Regions from separate parts of the Gossypium hirsutum genome. Here region 2 is linked to region 1. The links are chromatin contacts, called in public Hi-C maps. All regions are on one chromosome and are shown on one strand. Each heading gives the region's core, a stretch centred on a gene start, on an enhancer-like site or on the middle of the called end of the contact. The rest is flanking DNA. Distances are from core to core; before and after follow the strand shown. Region 1 holds the start of LOC121229134 (glyceraldehyde-3-phosphate dehydrogenase GAPCP2, chloroplastic). Region 2 holds the start of LOC107916901.

What was found. A called contact is a pair of places that touch in the nucleus more often than the background predicts.
Region 2: a Hi-C map of leaf shows a contact between it and region 1, with 1.8 times the contacts expected there. The contact joins the promoter of LOC107916901 here to the promoter of LOC121229134 in region 1. A contact is called at or near these places in 2 of 34 Hi-C or Micro-C datasets (both in leaf).

What each region holds. Positions count from the first base shown.
Region 1 is chrA01:17,459,769-17,463,821 of Gossypium_hirsutum_v2.1, reverse strand. LOC121229134 (glyceraldehyde-3-phosphate dehydrogenase GAPCP2, chloroplastic) reads left to right here and starts at 2,738. Exons shown (of 14, transcript XM_041112481.1): 1 at 2,738-3,124; 2 at 3,636-3,712; 3 at 3,830-3,897; 4 at 4,027-4,053. The coding sequence starts at 3,023.
Region 2 is chrA01:17,663,004-17,667,058 of Gossypium_hirsutum_v2.1, reverse strand. It overlaps LOC107916901, which reads right to left and starts at 2,214. Exons shown (of 6, transcript XM_041112818.1): 1 at 1,679-2,214; 2 at 1,470-1,580; 3 at 693-757; 4 at 464-581. The coding sequence starts at 1,531.

The DNA of each region.
Region 1 (4,053 bases), core at 1,489-3,988:
TAATTTTTTTATTATTCTTTCACTTAGAATTAGAACTAATTTTACTAAAATTTTAGATAAGAAGTTCTTAACAAGAAGTAAACTAGTAAAAAGAGTACTTCATATTTTATGGTTACTTTTATAAATGAAAAACTATTATAGGGGTAAAAATAAAATATAAAAAATCGATTCTACAATAAATTTGATTGTTATAATGAAATGTTATAATAAAGGATGATTGTTATAAAAAGGACTTATTGTACTTAATTATAAAAGAGTATTCATAACCAACATATATTTCCAACATCTTTTTAGGACTCATCTTATTGTGTTGTGATGGAGCAGTTGAAACATTTAGTGTGCATCACTTTAAGATGAGAAATATTTGGATTTGACAAAAAATCAATGGTAATATATTTATAAAATTTTATAATTCTTTATATTTTTATAATTTTTTATTATTTTATATTTTTAAAAATAATATACATTTTTAAAAATTAAATGATGATGTGGTAGTACAATTTCAAAGTGACACGATATCACCCATTAACGATGTTACAAAAATGGAGTAAAATATTTGATGGAATAGAGCCAATCTAGACAGAAAAAAAAAGTTTAGGGACTAAGTTGAAAAGAATTGTCAAGTTGAAGTATTATCCCAAAATATGCTCGTGGAAAGCAAGGTGTTGATCCATGCGACCAATACCGAAAAGAAGTGGCGTCGTATGTAAGCAAAAATGTATCATAGAATAGACCGTCTACACTCCTAACCTCCGCAAGGGTGGGAGAGAATAGACCAACGGTTCCATCCCAATTATTATTAATTAATTAATGGAAAGGAAAAAATTAAAACCAGCCTTACCTTACCTACCCACTATAAGCCAAGAGGCGAGGTAGAGAACCACCGGGGAAATCTAAAAGGAGAAAAAAACCTTAAATAAGGCCCCCACTTTGTTCATCCAACGTGGCTTTCGAGGCTCAGTTTTCCCGCTCTACGTTACAAACTCACTTTGTCTTTTCCTATCAGGTTTTTTGTTTTCTTCTCTCTGTTCTTATTTTCTCTATGGTTGGTACGGGGAGTTCATACAATGCAGTGTAGCGTCCTTCTCCCCTTTCTATTTCGTTTTCTTCTTAATTTATTCATAATTTAATTTTTCCCTAAAAGAATCTCACCGAATCATTCAATATTCTCAATCATTAAAAGTTTGATATTTTTATAAAACTTCAATATTTCTTTTAGTGATTAATGTTTCAGATTTGAACCACTAAGAGATGATTGTCATATTACTTTTAAACTTCAGTGATTATGAAACTTCAATATTGATTACTACTAATTATTCTTATCTTTAATTTTACTTGCACCTTTTATTCACCAAAAAGAAAGAAAAAAACTGCTTTTTTCTATTGGTAATACCATACCAATATGGATCAAGGATGATAGGCAAATTACTTGAAAAAAGAAGAGTAAGATATGAAGGAACCATATTCCAAGCATGGAATGAAAATTGATCAAATTAGTAAACTCAAAGAAGAGCCTCATCTCTCTGTTGCTGATATGATGTATCCATAGCCTTACCTCTACCTCTACCTCTACCTCTACCAAAACCAAAAACCCCACCCCACGAGCCTCCAAAAGATTCTGACAACGGTTTCAAAGACAAAAACTTGACCAAGTTGAAATTTCTAGATCTTGTAGATTTCTGGGAAGAAAATTGAAGATGATGACAGACATTTTTTTATTTGATTAATAAAGATGTTCTTTTTATAATTTGATTAATAATAAATATTAGGTAAATTAGCTTTAAGTCCCTATGGATGGCACAAGAGATTGATAACAATTTAAATGACGTGGCAAAAGTTGCCATGTGTCATCTTCCTATTAGTCTCATGCCATGTCATTAACTGTATTAAGCGTATGTACCACTTTAACAAACAGAACAAAAATGCAAGTACCAAATCAGATAAATTGAAACTATAAGTACTACATGGACAATTTTGTTAAAGTACAAGGGTAAATCTTATCATTATTCCTAAAAGTTTATCATTCGTTTAAAATAATTAAATAGTTTACATTTTATTTATTTTTAAAAAAATAATAATTAATTAATAAATATTGTTATATGCGAATGATAAGAGTATTATTTATCTCAAGTTTAAATTTGTATTAATTATTTTTTATTTTATATCTAATTATTTGTAATATATAAATTTTTTATTCATATTATTATACTAATAATCAAACGAAACAAAATTCTTTTGGGTGATAAAAATTCTTTTGACCAACTATTGCACATATCTTTTTAAGGGTTAATATAATTTTGTCTCTAAAATTAGCAATTAAGTGTATTTTGGTGTTTGTATATATATTTTTTATTTTGACACTTAAATTTGATAATTAAATTTATTTTGGCCTGGTAATAAAAAAAAAGTATGATATTATATTTTGAAATTGTGCTAAGTCATCACTTAAAATTAAAATATATTTATTTTAAAAATTATTAGGTGATAATATGGTACAATATCAAACTGTCGCATCATTAAATCTTGAAGAAATACAAATTTAAAGATTAAAAAGAATTTAATTATTAAGTTTAAGTACTAAAGTGAATCTAATTATCAAATTAAATGATTAAAAGATATATTAGACATAATTTTAATACAGGAGAGAACAAACAAGGCTGAGGTTAGGTTGGTAGTTGCTACTTACCAAACAGCCAGCTATTTTTCATTTCCATATTTCCAATCTAAAATGTGGACTCACTTTTAGAGTTGTTGGTATTCATTTTTGCTATTTTACCTTTCCAGTTTCCACTCTTCTTTAGAATCTCCGCTCCGCTCTTCCATTTTTCTTCTTTTCTTAAACAGTTGTTTTCTTTCTTTTAATACATAATAATAATAATAATAAAAAGGACGCAAAAAAACGAAAAACACTTTCGTTTTCTCAAACATTTCACCATAATTTCTTATTATTTATTCCTCGCCTGGGCTGCTGCTGCTGCCTCCCCAAACCCCTAAGCTTTCTCGGAGGAAGAGCGCTTTTAGAATGGCTTTCTCTTCTCTCATCAGATCCACTGCCGCCGCCTCCCCTCTCCTTGAAGCCTCCGCCCGCACCGACCTCTCTCCTTCACCCTCCCATCGTCTCAAGGTTCTTCGCTTCCCCCCCGATCAACAACGTAGAGCTTTTTTTAATTCCTGTTTTAAATTAGTTGCATAGTTTATTCTTTTATTTCTCTTTTCTTCTTTTTATGTGTTTTTAAAGGAAAAATAATAGTAACTGAGCTAAACTTAAACTGAACGACTGAAATTTGTAGCTTCGTCTTTCTTTTCCTGCTACTTTTCTTGGTAACCGACTGAGTCTTAAGAATTACAATACCTTGTAATGCATGTTTTGTTTAGTAAGTTGCATATATATATAGGTTTTTTCAGTCACATTTTGTTTGCTTGGTTGGTGAGAAAACATCGTTTGCTCGTTTTCGTTAATATAATGAATATAAAGGAAATCTGTAAAAACTCGTGTGCGACAGATTATTGCTTTTTAAATGAACTTTAAATTTAATCCTATATTCTTTTCACATTTCTTATGTTACTAATGGTATATTTTTAGCGACCAGTCTCAGCTTACTTCTGTGACAATCTAAATGATAATGCTTGTTCAGGTTTCAAGTATTGGTTTTGGTGGGAATCTCAATTCCTTTTTTGGTCCTGCAGTTTCAACTAAGTCTTCTTCCTTACAGTTGAGTTATTCCATATTGGCTGATCAAGATTTTCTTCATTATTTCATTTGTGCATATTATTAATCTTTTACTCTGGCATTGAAGGTCTCTTTTAAAAAAACTATTTGTCTGTTTAGGAAATGCAATTCAAGGAGTATCCAACCTATCAAAGCCACTGCTACGGAAATTCCTACTACAATTGCAAGTAAGTGTTTTATATGATAGGGAAGGGTAAAAAGGAGAAAGCGGCTTAATTTATTTCTGTTCAAATTAATTTAGAACTTGTATGGACTGATTCTCTGCTTTTGACTTATTTCTAATTTAATTTGACTAGGGTCACGGAGCAGTGGCAAGACAAAGG
Region 2 (4,055 bases), core at 965-3,464, 200 kb before region 1:
ATATCTGGGTTTACCTACAATAGTTGGGCAGAGAAAGAAAGGTGCGTTTATTGAACTAAAAGAAAAATTCATCCAAAAATCAAAGAATTGGAGTATTCGCAATTTGTCCTTTGGGGGTAAGGAAATTTTTATCAAATCAATTTTACAAGCTTTTCCGATTTATAACATGCAATGTTTTAAGTTACCAGTTTTACTTTGCAAGGAATTAGAAAATCTGAAGAGTAAACTTTGGTGGCGCAATTTAAAATTTAATAAAGGCATACACTGCTGTAGTTGGTCAGCGATGTGTAGTCTAAAAGCATTCGAGGGTATAGGGTTTAGGGACTGAACAATGTTTAATACGACCTTGTTGCCTAAACAGGAATGGATACTAATCACCCAACTTGACTGTTTGTTTGCGCGTGTTATGAAATTAAAATATTATCCGCGTGATAATTTTTTAAATGCAAGGTTAGGAGCTTACCCCTCCTTTACCAGACATAGCATTTGGAACGCACAAAGCTCACTTGAAGAAGGAACAAGCTGGAGGATAAGGAATGGTGAATCAACAAATATCTGGAATGACGCTTGGCTACCCACCCCTAATGATAGAAGAGTAAAAAGTCAAAACATAAATATCAACTATTCAAAAGTAGCAGACCTAATCAATAAAGATTCATTTTCATGAAACTACGAGGCAATATGGAGCTTACTCGAAGGAGAGCAAGTGGAGGCAGTTTTGTCATTTCCTTTGGTAAACAGGATGCAGCAGGATGTTCTAGTATGGAGATGGGACAAATCAGGCGAATACACAGTAAAAAGTGGCTTTAAATGGCTAATGTCTAAGACTCTACACCTACAGAATTATATTACAGACCAAATCACCAATAAAGAATATTTTACAAAGATTCGGAATCTCTCGATCCCAAGTAAAATAAAAATACATCTATGGAGGGAGGTCAATAATTTTCTTCCGAGCTTAGTACTCTTAAATTTCGAAGACTAAGGAATGATGTTGCATGCCCAATCTACTCAATTGAAGAAGAAACCATGGAACACATTTTTCGAGATTGTGAATTCACAAAACAGGTCCTACAAGAAGTTGGGTTGGACACCTCGCAATCAAACGCAAGACATATATGGAAATAATGGTCAGCATTTTTCTTCCACACGAATAATACTAAAGTATGCACAGTCATGGCAATTACTAATTGGGCAATATGGTACAACAAAATAGAATTTATCATGAAGGAAAAAAGGAAAGGGTACAAGAGGTTATCGGTTTTATTAAAGCTTATTTAAGGGAGTTAGAGCAAGTTAAATCATCAACAGAAACCAGACTCATTCCAAGAGAGATGTTTTGGAGACCCCCCATGGAAGGACAGGTCAAAGCCAATTTTGACTCAACATATTTGCAACAAGACATGACAGCAACTGCGGGAGTTATTATAAGAAACCATGAAGGATTTGTTATGAGAGCATGTTCTTACCCAATAGGAAGGACAGGGGATCTGACCACTGCGGAATCGAAGGCATGTCTACAAGCAGTCATTTTTGGGGAAGAAATGGATTTTCGAGATATGGTTGTCGAAGGTGATACCCTTACAGTCATTAAAAAGCTTAAGTCAGATTTAGTGGATAGATCAGTGATTGGCAACATCATTAGTGAAATCCAAAGGAAAAAAATCAAATTTATTACCTTATCCCTTGAATATACCCCTCGAAAGACAAATGAAGCAGCGCATGCCTTTACTAGTCGAGGATACAATTTGGATAATCCATCCTGTTGGGTTGAAGAAGTACCGATGGAGATTGAACCCATCATCGCCAATGACCAAAGAAGGCTCTAGAATCGGTAGAATATGGACATTTTGTCTGAGTTCGGGGTTGCAACATAAACACGCATGTCCTCAACATTATCTGATGAACTCAAATTTAGGAGAAATCTGGTAAAAGCACTTTAAATGAGAATCTTTGCAGTGAAGAAAAGGCACAACCAGTATATTCCACCATAACTACAGAATGCGAAGAAAAGGAAATGTGACTCTAATTGATGATAGGGTTTAGGTTTTTTTTGGCATACTTAAGTTTTTGCATTGATTTAGGGTCTTATCAAAGGCGTTTCATTTTCTTTTAGTTTTTCTTCTTTTTCCTTTAATTTTAGGTAAACCCAAGGCACCGCCTCAGTTACAAATACGCTATTGATAGTTGTTAGACAGCTGGTGATTTTAAATCTTTGATCACTATACCACATATCCTCTGATTTAATGTATTTTCGATTTTACTTCAAAAAAAAAGAAACTGAAAGGAAAGATAGTTTTAATTTATAAAAGATAATTTTTATCTTTGTATATTTTAGTTTATTTTTAATTTTTATACTGTAATAAATTTTGATACATTAATATTATTTTTTATACTTTTTTTACATTTAAATGCATTACTAAATTAAAACTCGATTATCATAATTAAATTTAATAATATTTATACTATTTATTAAGTGTTTTACTGAGTTTATATCACCCTCAACTAGGTCACCAACTTAATTAAGGAAATTATAGAAATGCCTTTTTTGTAATTAAAATAAGTTATATTGTTTGAGATAATTTAATCTTTTTATTGCAATGAGAAAGGATTGTATGAAACATAGATTATCCCTTTGGATTGTATGAAACATAGATTATCCCTTTTTCTAATAGTTTTATGCCACATCAGCAATTTCATTATGAATTTCAATATTTTACTTTGGATTTGATTTTTTTTTCAGGATGAAAATATTGATATGACATTGAACTATTGGAAAAAGGGTTTCAGATGATGAGGCGTTATTGTTTTATACAATCATTTCTCTAGAGGTCAAATAGTTCATCTATTATTGTAACAGCTTAATTTTCAGCGGTGTCGGAACAGTGATTCAAGATCACTAAATCCGACAAATGAGTAGGAAATATTATTAATTTAGTGAGTATAAGTTAAATGTGAAGTTAGGAAAAATTTTGAAATAGTGAATAGTGTACTAAAAATAAATATTAAAATAATTAGAATCGAAAACGAGGTATCGAGAACTCGAGAATTTTAAATAGAGCCATAAATACTTTTATAAATATTTATAGAGTGTTAATAAGTTATTATTAAAGTTTCGTCAAGAAATTTTAAAGTTCTGATAGTTAATTGAACAAAAAGGACTAAATTGTATCAAATGTAAAATTATGGGAAATGATTAAATAGCTTAAATGATAAAAGAAAGAGGGTTTAAAAGGAAAATAGACCTTGAGGAAAGGGCATGAAATCAGCAAGAAAATAAGGAGAATTAAGGGTAAAATTGGAAAATTGAAAATTTTACTTAATAAAGCTAGGACTAAAGTGGAATTATCTAGATTTCTCTTTATTTTTCTGCATTCTCATCAGCAAAAACACCATGAAAGAGTTCCCTTAAGCTGTTTTTTCATATTTTTACTTCAAGTAAGTTCAATTCTTGATTATTTCTTAAAATTTTTGTGTTTTTGTGACTTTTACAACTAGGTCCACTTGTTGAATTCATTAGTTTTTTATTCTATGAAAGACATTGAAAGTTGCTATGAATATGTGCTGGAAGTATATGATGATTTGGAATGGAATTAGAGCTTTAAATTATTTATATGTTGATTTTATTGAAAGAATTGAATAGAAAGTGAATGTTTGGGACCTAATTGTAAAAGAGTTTGAAGTTAAAGTTTTATGTGGAAATTCTGAATTTCAATAGTTATGAAATAACTTATAATGTCTATTAAAAGTATTAATTGAGAAAATTATCTTAATTGAGGGGTTAATTGAGCAAGGATTGAATTGTATGAATTGTGAAATTTGGGGCAAAATGGAAATCAACATTTTGCACTAAAACTGTTTTGGACAGAAGCAGTAGTCCAACTTTGAAAAATCACCAAAAATATATAAATGGAATTAGAGGATGAATAAAATATAAAATTATAGCTTATTGAGTCTAGTTTTTTATAGAAGAAATGATGTAAGCAATGGTATTGTAAATCATGAGATATGATAAATTTTGTGAGACAAGGTCAGAATGATTTTGGGTTCCCCTG